2 separate regions of the Sus scrofa genome follow, and region 2 is linked to region 1. A link is a contact called in public HiChIP or PLAC-seq data. All regions are on one chromosome and are shown on one strand. The core of a region is the stretch at or near the end of the contact, and the rest is flanking DNA. Distances in the headings are between cores, read along the strand shown. Region 1 holds the start of TDP2 (tyrosyl-DNA phosphodiesterase 2). Region 2 holds the start of GMNN (geminin).

Region 1 (5,935 bases), core at 1,238-3,737:
TGCATATTAGAAGCTGAATAGTTGTCTTTTTGAATGCTTAGTTCACTTCTCCTTTATTACTAACTATATTACGGATTACTTTTATTATTATTACTGATATATACTGTACTTGGAAATTAATCGTCTAGTTCTAGATTCTAAAGCCATGAAATATTTTAAGGCAAATACACAGCTGCACTTAAGGATAACCAGCTAAAGGGCACCTCATGCTTTATTTAGTTATAAATGTGTTTAGTCTCAGTCGTTTGAAAAGAGTTGTCACACTGAAAAAAGCTATTTGGGTACAGTTAGGATACATACGTTATGTTCATGTCCACACTAACTCCAGGTGCTCCCCTTTCTGTGCATAGCAGAGCATATGTGGATACACAATCCACTAAGGTGGCTGTCATGCCACCATGGAGAGTGCCCATTTTATTGGTATGCTCTTCCTCTACTTTCATTTCACAGATCACTTTCCCAGGGACAGCAGAGACAACAGTCATCTAAGTATTAAAAAAAAAAAAGAATTTTGAATATTCAGTGATATTAGAAAGCCCAGACAACCAATCAAGAACTATCACTGGATTAAACTGAGTCACTCCCAAAAAGTTGATTCAGAAATTCAAAAAGTTACCAATCTCTCTACATAGAAATTAATTATGATGTGAATTTTTTTTTTTTTTTTTTGCTGTTGGTTTAATTTATTAGTGTTTGACAGCTGATGTGAATTTTTGTTGTTTTTGTTGTCTTTTTGCCTTTTCTAGGGCTGCTTCAGAGGCACATGTAGGTTCCCAGGCTAGGGGTCTAATCGGAGCTGTAGCCACCGGCCTATGCCAGAGCCACAGCAACTTGGGATCCAAGCTGCGTCTGCAACCTACACCACAGCTCACGGCAATGCCGGATCCTTAACCCACTAAGCAAGGCCAGGGATTGAACCTGAAACCTCATGGTTCCTAGTCGGATTCATTAACCACTGAGCCACGATGGGAACTCCATGAACTGTTTTTAAATAAGTAATATAAGGGAAAAACAGGAGTATTTGTGAATCTCCACTCCTGCAGAAATCAAACATTCCATCTGAGCTTTTCAGCCTCAGTATACAACCTGACATCTCGTACATGTCTCCTGAGAGACAAGGCCTAGATCATGCTACCTTAAAATTTATAGTAAAAGGAACGGTTCCTGACTGATTTATAGATCACTATGCATAAACCTATACTTTAGCCTAAGCAAATGTGCCCACAAGAAACATAAACTACAAAATCCATTTTAGATCAAATTAACAAACACAGAGCACTTACTATGATGCTGACCTATGCAGTTAATACAGTAGCCACCAGTCACCTGTCAGTATTAAGTCCTTGAAACATGGCTAGTATGATGCTAAGATGTGCTGTAAGTAATTTCAAAGATTCAGTACAAAAAGTTAGTACTCTTCTATATTGATTAAAAGTATTTAATGTTAAAAGTATTTTGGGTATAATGAGCTTAAGATATTTTACTAAAATTTAACTTCCTTTTTTAAATGTTTACAACATTATAATGTTGCTATTATAAAATACCGCATTCCACATGGAATCTGGAAGTGCGGCAGGGGGAACTTACCCCCACTCACCCCTCCTCACAGTTTAACTTTTCAAACACCAGTAGGAAGAATGAAGATTTTTCTCTTCCTCCAGTAAAAACTCAGCTAATGAGAAGCCTCCGCAACTCAACCAAAGAGAACCACAACAACCCGGACTCGACTCTCCTCAATGACTTGTTCAAAACAGCCCCTCTCAAACTTTCCTCTCCTCTTTATAAAAGAACAGTTGAGAACCTGCCTATGGTTGCACGTCCCATAGCAAATTCCTCTGCTATTCCCAAATAGCTCATTTTGCTGGCAAAGCCACTTACCTTTTTGTTTTTAAAGACTGACAGATCAATGGAGGCACACCTAGCACATAACTGTGCTCCATTACAATAGAAATCATTACTACTAAGGTCAGTTTCGGGACGCAGGCCAAAAGAATCTACCAGAGACAATTTATCCAGCGCTCACCACGAACTACGCAAGGTGCTTTCTCTTCATTAGAAACCGTAGCTTCGCATCCAATACCTTTTCCAAAATTCTGTCAAAACACGAACTCTTGCCTAGGAGCTTGAGGACCTCCTGCAGATTCTTTGTCATACAGCTCATTGTGGTCTGTTCTCCAGCTCCTAGGCCCCAGAGCTTTTTGGAGGAGCAGGACGCCCACAAGTTCGCAGAAGTACCAGGACGCAAAGGGCAGGACGTCCCCTCGCGCGCTCCCGCCACCGCCGTTCTCTCTGTGTTTGCGCACAGAGGCGTCACGGCTCATCGTGACCGCGCGCGCAAGCGCTGTTTTGCCCTTGCCAGCCCGGGGCCTCCCTTTCTGCTGCGCAGGCGCGTTAACGTCCTCCAGGAGCGGAGTGCGTTTCTCTCCCGGCTGTTAATGCGCGAGCGCCGGGGTGTCGGGCGCCTGCGCAGAGCCGGGGGCCTGCCCCCTGGCCGGAGTCTGGGGGACGAGCCGGCAGCTGGGAGGCGATGGAGCAGAAAAGCGGCCTGGAGGATGGACCGGAGCTGGAGCAGGAGGAGGGAGAGCCCGAGGTGAAGAAGCGCCGACTTCTGTGTGTGGAGTTTGCCTCGGTAGCGACTTGCGACGCTGCCGTGGCTCAGTGCTACCTGGCCGAGAACGATTGGGAGATGGAAGTACGCTTTTGCTGTTTCTCTTTCCCACTCTTTACTTTGGTGGGTGCAGTGCACACGTCCCATCCCTGTGTCTTTGTTTTTCAGAGAGCGCTGAACTCCTACTTCGAGCCGGCCGTGGAGGAGAACGCTTTAAAAAGTCGTCCTGAGACCCCCAATGAGCCCGAGTCCTGGTGAGCGACGACTGGGCCATGGGGGGCTCGTCCGGACGGAGGCATTTGGGTATCGGGTGGCGTTGGGCATCCTGGGACCTGCTGTTGGGCGGGCGGGGTGGAGTAGAGGCAGTTCTCCCGTCAGGATTGCCGGAGGCGGAGGGGTTGTGGTGCCGCGGAAGGAGATGCGCCCCATCAGCTGCCCGAGGTCCAGGCTGTCACTCGAACTTTGGAGTGCGGGGAGAAAGTATCCTTACATGTCATTTTCGACTCGATTTATATATAGGAACTGTGTAAGCGAGAGTTTTGAAACAAATGAAACAAATCCTTTACTGAAGAGTGGTAACTTGGAAGTCGTCTTGCTTCCTATATTGCTGTTTGGCCGACCAGAAAATAGTTTTTATAAAATGCGCATCTTGCCCGTTTTTCGAGTGTTCCTCCCCCAGTTCGCGCACTACTGCTCCTGAAATCCAGGTGCTTTACAAGTTCCTCCACGGTTTGACCACTGTCTGTTGTTCCGGGTTCCTCCCCTGTCACCCTCTCTTTCCTACCCCACAAAACTTCCATGCGTATCAGACTTTCCCTCTCTCCATTGGAATATTTTCTTTTGCCCTTCAACCTAAAGATATTTATCACTTCTACCTAGAACCTTTTTCTCCTTCCTTGCTGAGTAATAATAATCTTAAAAGCCAAGTTTAGCCATGACTTATTTCCAAGAAGCTTTCCCCGATCTTCCGAGTATGGATAAGGTTCCCTTCTTAGGTAATTCTCTAGCATCCTGCCTCACCCCTGTCATAACAACTTAGTTCATATTATAATTGCTCTTTAGTGTTTTTGTATCTCCAGCGAGGCTACCTGTGTGGTAAAGACAATATCTATCATGTTTGTCGATTAGACTGATACAATATTTGGCTTGTAATAAACTTTCAGTAAATCGATATTGAGTATATAAAGTTCTCCCAGCTGTATGGGCAGCCTCTACAGTTAAACTGTACATTTTTCTCCCTTTGATCTTTTCAGCTGTCTTGGCTTGCATCTGATAAGATCATTTCATTAGACTCCTTTTCTATCTGCCTGACCTGTAACTGGGAAATTGTTTACCCATCCACAAGTGACAACTGTGGCTCCCATGTTGTTATAACTAGAGCCACTTAGATTAGTAGCTCTTCACCTAGCCCATGCTGGCCAGTCAGATCCTCTGGCTTGGGCTTAGGACCAAGAATGTTAAGTGAATCTTGCTGCCAAGCTGAAGCTGTACATGTTAACTCAGTACCTGTTAGGGACATACCCATCCTCTTTTGTGCATGGGGAAGCTGAAAATACTGGGTTGCAGAGAGAGAATGAAGCAAAGGGAAGCTGAGTAGGATTGAAAGAAAGCCTCGATTGCACTTCCTTAGGGGTAGCTATATTCCTGTAACTGGTTCTTTGACATGTTACTGTTTCCTTGTAAATCCCTCTGTTTTCCTCAGACTAGCCTGTGTTAGCATCTGTTAATTGCCTCCTAAATTGTGGCCAGTAAGAAAATTGGAACAAAATAGTCCCTTAGAAAAAATGTGGATGGAGCTGAGTGATGTTGGGATGGAAGACCGTTAGGAGTCTCCAAGCCCCGAATCATAACCTGGCAAAAAAAACAAGCAAAGTGTGATTCGGCTGTGGTTTGTTGTTCCTTGAGATTCAGATCAAGTGCCAGTGAGAGTGAGGCTTTATGTATAGAATAGAATAAGAATCCACACTAATATAAATACATTTGTCCAGGAATGATGGGAACACTTTGCCTTACAGTAGAATTCCAACTACTAAATGTAGTAGGTATGGTAGGAAAAAACAACCATTTGGGAACTATCATGATAGTAATTGTTTCAGACAGGAATCGTCAATGGATACTAATAGATGAAAGTTGATGAAAAACAGTATCTAGGTGGTCTCACAGTACCTACCCACAAAATCCTTACTGCATGGGGGAGATCATAAAAGTTAACGTGGCCAGTGTTGGGGGCAAACCTGTATCAGGTGCCTCCTGATATGATGCACTGAGGAGGACACACTATCACTTCTGTGTTACTCCTGCCAAAAAATACACAGTCTGAGTCTAATCATAAGAGAACATGAGACAAACCCAACCTGAAGGATATTCTACAAAATCAATGGCTTGTATTCTTCAAAAATATCAAGGTCAGGAGAGAAAAAGCCTGAAGAAGTATTCTGGATTATCAATGATAATTTCCTGATTTTTGATAATTGTACTAGAGTGTACATGTATGTCCTTACTTTTAGGACATACATTTAAAAGTGTTTACGGAAATGTTTCAGAATAGAAAGAATAAAGCAAGTGCATGTTAAATTAAGTAAACTGTTAACCTTTATCTGGCTGAATGGTGAGTAGAATTCTTACTGTTTTCTGAAAGTCCGAAATTATTTCAAAAAAAGTTTAAAAGTTAACTAGACTTGTGATCATTTAAAAAACATTTTTTTTAATTTTTTTGCTTTTTAGGGCCATACCCACTGCATATGGAGGTTCCCAGGGTAGGGGTCCAGTCAGGGCTACAGCTGCCGGCCTACACCAGCCACAGCAACACCAGATCCGGGCAGTGTCTGTAACCTGCACCATAGCTCACGGCACCGCCACCGGATCCTTGACCCACTGAGCAAGGCCAGGGATGGAACCCACATCCTCATGGATCCTAGTTGGGTTCGTTAACTGCTGAGCCACAACGGGAACTCCAAGGTGGTGATCATTTCACAGTGTATACAAATCATTATATTGTGTACCTGAAACTAGTAGAATGTTATATGTTATACTTCAATTTAGAAAAAAACATTTTTAAAGAAGTTAAAACATTGGCATTACAGTCACTTTTTTTGGAGGTTCCCAGGCCAGAGGTCAAATCGGAGCTGTAGCCACTGGCCTACGTCACAGCCATGACAGATCTGAGCCACATCTAGGATCTATACCACAGCTCATGGCAACACTGGATCCTTAACCCACTGAGCAAGGCCAGGGATCAAAACTGTGTCCTCATGGTTACTAGTAAAATTCGTTTCCACTGAGCTATGCAGGGAACTCCAGCAGTCACCTTGTAATAATGTTTTGTCC
Region 2 (6,184 bases), core at 2,563-5,062, 84 kb before region 1:
AGATCCTAAATAACTCACCTAGCATCACAGTTTTGGAGGCAGAACCAGGTCCTTTTATATCTCAGATAGCTATACTGCAGCTAGTAAATATTAGATTTCTCTTTAAATATTACTATCTGCTGAAATTATATAAATTATTTGTCTGGGATTTGATTCAAAATAAATCAGTGGAGGAAAGGGGGAGTGAATGGAGATGGTGATGAAACAAGGCTGGCCATACACTGATAATTGTTGAAAATGGGGGAAGTAAATTGAAATGCTATTGACTCTATTTTTGAGTATTTAAAAATCTTCATTATAAAAAGCTTAAAAACATACATACAAAACAGTGGGAAGATGTCATCATCCTGAATAGCTGATGGAATCAAATTCACAAATTATCAACACAAAGTATTATTCAAGAAAAACAATGTAAGGAAGATACTAAGACAAGGTAAACAACTTATCAAAAAAGCAACTGCTATCATTTACGAAAAGCTTTTTATTTATACTATTCAGTTTAAGTCTGCAAACTGGTACGCCTTCCTGACAATGTGGTCTCATTCTCAGGAATCCTGAGAATAGATCTAGTCTAAATTCTATGATAAGACCTAGCTAAGCTGTACATTCATTTAGAACTGTAAGAGTGAAGCCAGTCAAAATTACAGACTCAAAATTAAGCTCTGTCTTCACTGTTATAAACAAACATTTGGGAGGTTTCCAGTGACTGTATAATACAAGGATTCAAAAGGTGTGGCAAACAAGCAGGTTAGATGGTAATGAGTATGATGTACCCTGAAACTATACAAAGTACAATGCAAAATGTGTCTCTGCAGTCAAAGATGCTAACCTAAACACCAAGGATTTTAATAAAATCATTGCATGAAATTTAAGAGTAGAAACAAAGCAATAATAGTCTTATATATAGAACATCCTAAGGAATCTACTAAAAAACTATTTGAACTAAATAAAAACAAGTTTGGCAAGGTTGCAAGATACAAGACCAAGAGACAAAAATCGACTGCGTTTCTGTATAGTAGGCACACCAAAAATTTAATTAAGGAAATGACTCCATCTACAATAGCTTAAAAAAACAATACTTAAGAAAAAATTTAAAAAGTGAAAACCTCAAAAACTATGAAAACTACATAACTTTGTTGAAAGAAAAGAAGACCTAAATGGATGGAAAGACATCCCATATATGTGGGTCAAAAAACTTAATATGCAACCATAATTAATTTTTAAACAAGTTCTTTATTGTTACTTGTCCTCACTGAAAATTTAGTATTTCAAAGTTTACAGAAATTATAGCCAGGTAATATATAACATGTGACTAAATTGTGTCAAAAAACATCTAACCATATGCTCTCTACAAGAGATTAAAGTGATTGCATCACATACCTTTACATTCTCTTGGATTCCTTCCTGTTTCTGCTTCATGCTGGGATTCATTATACACCTGGTCAGGAACAGAAGACTGCACATTCAAAAGCAGAATACAGACTGCATGAAAAGGTTTTTTTTGTTGTTGAAAGTACAATCATAAAAATCAAAACAATCAAAGAAAAATGATGGAATTATCATTTCTCATTGTGCCCAAACTCAGCTCTGTCACTTGTTAAAGTGCCTAAAGCTAGTGACTCTTAGTATCTCTATACACATAAACACAACACACACACACAATTCTACCTAGAAGAATACTGCTATAAAAGGAAAAATCTGTATTCTAAACAAATTTACAAAACATGTTGGTGACCTGGATTAAATACAGAAAGATGTGGAAAATGGTCACCAGGAAGAACAAACCTGAGACTTGGGTATGCCCAAGTCTATGTATTAAAGAAGAGCATCCTAACTTTGCTGTTTCACAGATTTAAGCTATCATAAACTTGGCTCTGGAAACCAGCAATAGCTTAACTGTGACTTAATATCCAGTCAAATTAGATTATGTATTTATATTTGCAGGCAATGTTTAACCACCACCACACATGGAGACACTGATGGAAGCAAAGAAAAGGGAGCAGGGAACAAAGCGGTATGTAATGTTGCTAAACCACTGGGCCAGACTCACTCCAAACATAACTCTGAACTTCCCAGCCAAGAACAGATCTTCCTGATTTCTGTGGTCCTGCCTTCCTTTACTCAGTGCAGTGGCTTTCTAACTTTTGACTATGATCCATCTCGCGTGAATACATTTTATAAACCGTGCCCTAGGGCACACAAATGCCAACGAAAAAGCTTAGGAAACAAAGCTTCACCTAATTGTGTGATGTACCCTATTTTCCATTCTATTTCATGTTAAGCAAATGCTGGTCAGGACCAACTAAACTGAGCCAGGACAATGATTTCCAAACTGCGGGTGGCAGCCTGGGATTCCAAAATCACTTAGTAGGTGTTTGAAAAAATGTAACTGAACAAAACTGAAGAGATGAGAAAACATCAAAATGCATGGCATGTGAGTAATAAATAGTGTTTCGTGAAGGTTCTAATTTAGTTGGAGGGTTGAGTCCTAAACCGTTATGTGAAAAATGTGCTTTAGTATATGCCACGATTTTAAAAGATGAACAGCAACAAGAATCAAGTCTTCACGTAGGAGTTCCCGTCGTGGCTCAGTGGTTAACAAATCCGACTAGGAACCATGAAGTTGAGAGTTCGATCCCTGCCCTTGCTCAGTGGGTTAACGATCTGGCGTTGCCGTGAGCTGTGGTGTAGGTTGCAGACTCGGCTTGGATCCTGCCTTGCTGTGGCTCTGGCGTAGGCTGGCAGCTAGCTGCCAGCTCCGATTCGACCGCTAGCCTGGGAACCTCCATATGCCGCGGGGGCGGCCCAAGAAAATGGCAAAAAAGACAACAACACAAAAAAGTCTTCACTTGTTCATTACACTCCCGCCAACAACCTTACACCCTCACTTACTTTTTATTACCTAGGGTTTTTTTTTATTTAATTTTTTTTGGCCGCACCCGCAGTATGTGGAAGTTCCTGGGCCACAGATCGAATCTAAGCCGCTACAGCGACAATCCGGTTCCAAAACCCGCTGCGCCACAAGGGAACTACCTTATCTAATTTTTTAAAATAATTAGATTGAACTCTAGCATAGCACTGGGTTCTAGGAAATTCTGATAAACAGGTGAAACTAAATGTCATCAAGTCCAGTTTTTTTTAAATGAGAGACGCGGAATTCAGGGACACCCCTCGGGTCACCGCCAGTTGCTTACTGGTCAAGAGGGTGGTCCGCCTCATCCCGAAAGCCAGGCACGCCCAAGCTGGTGTCCTCACACGAACCAGCTGCACACAAGCCACCCCGCGACCCCGCCACCTAGTCCTGGGGACACAGGGAGGGAGAAACCAGCAAGGGGCGGACAATCCGGGCCGCGCGCCGGGGCCCTCCAACCGCAGAGCGCGCGTCAGGGACGGCGCGCGCCAGCCAATAGCGAGCGCGGAGGAACAGCGCGCCAAAAACCGACCTAACCAATGGGGCAGCCCCGAGCCTCACCTCCTTCCCCCCCGTCCCGGCTGCCGGGACGGTTCAACAGTCCTTTCACTAAGACTCCGGCAGCTGTCACCGGAGTGCGCGACTTCCGGCCGGCCGAAGCCCAAAGTGGCTCGTCCAGCAGCCTCTGCGACCCACTCTCTCTGGTCACCTCTCTCACACTTACCGGGTGGAAGCAGGAAATCCTTGTAACGAACGCAGGTAGCTGTGGTAGCGGCGCCTCGCAGAGGGTCCAAAACCAACCCGCGTTCGTACCCACAGGGGCTGGACTCCTGCCGGGTGGCGACTGTAAAAGAGTAAAACTCCACCCTCCGGCTCCGGGCGGCCACGTGACCGTCTGGCGCGTGACGGAGGGCGGGGCCACCTGAATCCGGCGAATGGCCTTTCGCCTCCGCCCTCTTCGGCCCCCTTCCCTTTTCTGCGCCTGCGCGTAGGGCGTAGCAGGTATTTGGGTCGGGAAGTCGGCGGTCTTAACTCCGTGGGTCACTTGTACCCTCGGCTTTTGCACTTCGACCTGCACTGGGAACTTCCTCCAGATTCGAATGTTTTTTTTGCTCTTTACAAGCGGGGCAAAGGTCTGCCCCCGCTAGACAAACATCGGGAGAACAAAATATTTTATATATAGTACAGGACTTGTTCTGTAAAGCCTTCGATCCACGGCCTCCTAAATGTGTTAAGACCGTTTATATTTTGGCGCTTTGTATATGACTATATTGTGTTGTAGTAGTGCCAGAAGGCCTAATCCTGCAAGGAATACTAATAGTCATCCTAATATTCGTACAAAGTACTGTTCTAGGCACCGGAATGCAATGGCTATTGCAATTTGAAGGAGCAGAAAAACCTAAGTGATAATTGCGTCTAGCTTTTTTTTTTTTTTTCTAGTCATTTCACAAACTTCTCAACTTTCTGGGCATAGTACATTTCAGTTTATCAGGGTATTGTTAAATCTTTTTTTACACCAACCATAGCTATTAATACAAGTCTTTTTTCCCATTTCTTAACTTTGGTGGGATTGTCATTCTCAGAAGGAAAGAAGTATCTCCTGACTATGCTTAGCACCGCCTTTAGGAAATGTTTTGTTAGCCCCATACCCTGCCATCCTGCGTGCCCACCTCCTGCCACCTGCACCACTGGAATTCTTTTTGAAAGAGCTCAAAGTATACAAAGCATAGTCCTAGGATTCTAGTTTTCTTTGGGGGAAAATGTAGCGTGAAAATCTAAATTCTAAATAAGGGAAACAATCCATTGGTTGGAGAGCTATCCCTAGACGACTGTGTTTCCAGAGTAAAAATTCTGATGATCAGCGTGGTAAGTATAAGTACTGTGTAATTTGACTTTGAAACACCAGCCAGTCAAAGTAGTAAATCTGACTTCTAATTTCTTCGTTCAGCCACGTGGTAAAAAGACATCACTGATGAAAAGAGCCCGAATAGTAAGTATATATTAAAAATATATAAAAAGTTACATTCAGGTAGTCTGTACTAAGTATAGCATAAAGCAGAGTACCTAATGTTATTTCTTTCCAGAACGAAAAAGCTGGGAGAGAAAAATGTCTTCCATATGAAAGTGATAACCAAACCAGAAGGCTAGAACCTAGAGGTTACCATAGTTAGAAATCTACAGAGGCAATAAGAGAATTGAGTTTCTAGATGTATCATGAAGCCCACCTACCCCCAATGTTATATGTAGTTGCTAATACTATTGGTTAGTTTTGGAAAGGCATGGAGAGACTTTTACTTTATTCATTTTAGTGTTGTTTGACTTTTTTTAAGTTCAACATAAAGGAAATGATGCCTTCTTTAGGAAAAAATTGTGAAGCCCCCAGATTTTGAAGCGTTTCACCCTCTGCTTTGCCTCCTAAATGAGTGGATGTAACAAATTAACTAATTCAGCTTTATACCTGTGCAGTTCAGTTGGGTGGCCACTAGCCACTTGATAGCTTTTGAGCACTTGAAATGTGGCTAGTCTTCATTGAAAAGTGCTGTCATGTAAAATACATATCAGATTTCAAAGAGCTAGTATGAAAAGAACGTGAAATATTTCCATGATTTTTTGTATTGAGTATGTGTTGAAATAATCTTTGGATATATTGAGTTGAATACAAATATTGTTAAAATTAACTTCCCTTTTTTTTAACATGGCTACCAGAAAAAAAATTTTAATTATAGATGTGGTTTGCATTTGCATCTCACATTTTATTTCCGTGGGGCCTTGCTGCTCTAAACTACCCTAATGTATGTAATCCTCCTGAATCTTTTCAGTAGCCCTGTGAGGTAAATGTTTTCTACTCTCTTTTTTACAACTCAGAGGCTAAGTCATGAGTCCAAGATCTCATACAGGTAGGCAGTGGTAGACTGAGACTTTACGTCTTCTGACTCAGAGTTCACATATGGTGGAGTTCCCCTGGTGGCTCAGTGGTTAATGAATCCGACTAGGAACCATGAGGTTGCGGGTTCGATCCCTGGCCTTGCTCAGTGGGTTAAGGATCCGGTGTTTCCGTGAGCTGTGGTGTGGGTTGCAGACGCGGCTTGGATCTTGCTTCGACTCTGGCATAGCCTGGCCACTGCAGCTCCAATTAGACCCCTAGCCTGGGAGCCTCCATAGGCCATGGGTGTGGCCCTAAAAAAGCTAAATAAATAAATAAATAAATAAAACTATTCCTCAAGAGTCAGAGGATCCTCAAGCCCCCAAAGTACTGGTGACTGTCTCCAAAAT

The links. HiChIP or PLAC-seq counts read pairs in DNA pulled down with a chosen protein or histone mark.
Region 2: an H3K27ac HiChIP or PLAC-seq map of alveolar macrophages shows a contact between it and region 1. The contact joins the promoter of GMNN here to the promoter of TDP2 in region 1. A contact is called at or near these places in 1 of 5 promoter capture datasets (liver), 9 of 47 Hi-C or Micro-C datasets (blood, fetal liver, fetal skeletal muscle and 5 more) and 2 of 2 datasets of contacts at active chromatin or transcription factors (alveolar macrophages and skeletal muscle).

The regions. Positions count from the first base shown.
Region 1 is chr7:19,498,989-19,504,923 of Sscrofa11.1, reverse strand. It overlaps TDP2 (tyrosyl-DNA phosphodiesterase 2), which reads left to right and starts at 2,487. Exons shown (of 7, transcript NM_001243686.1): 1 at 2,487-2,692; 2 at 2,777-2,862. The coding sequence starts at 2,528. ACOT13 (acyl-CoA thioesterase 13) reads right to left here and starts at 2,287. Exons shown (of 3, transcript NM_001244979.1): 1 at 2,081-2,287; 2 at 301-485. The coding sequence starts at 2,161.
Region 2 is chr7:19,583,596-19,589,779 of Sscrofa11.1, reverse strand. It overlaps GMNN (geminin), which reads right to left and starts at 3,812. Exons shown (of 7, transcript XM_003128203.5): 1 at 3,636-3,812; 2 at 1,381-1,438. The coding sequence starts at 1,431.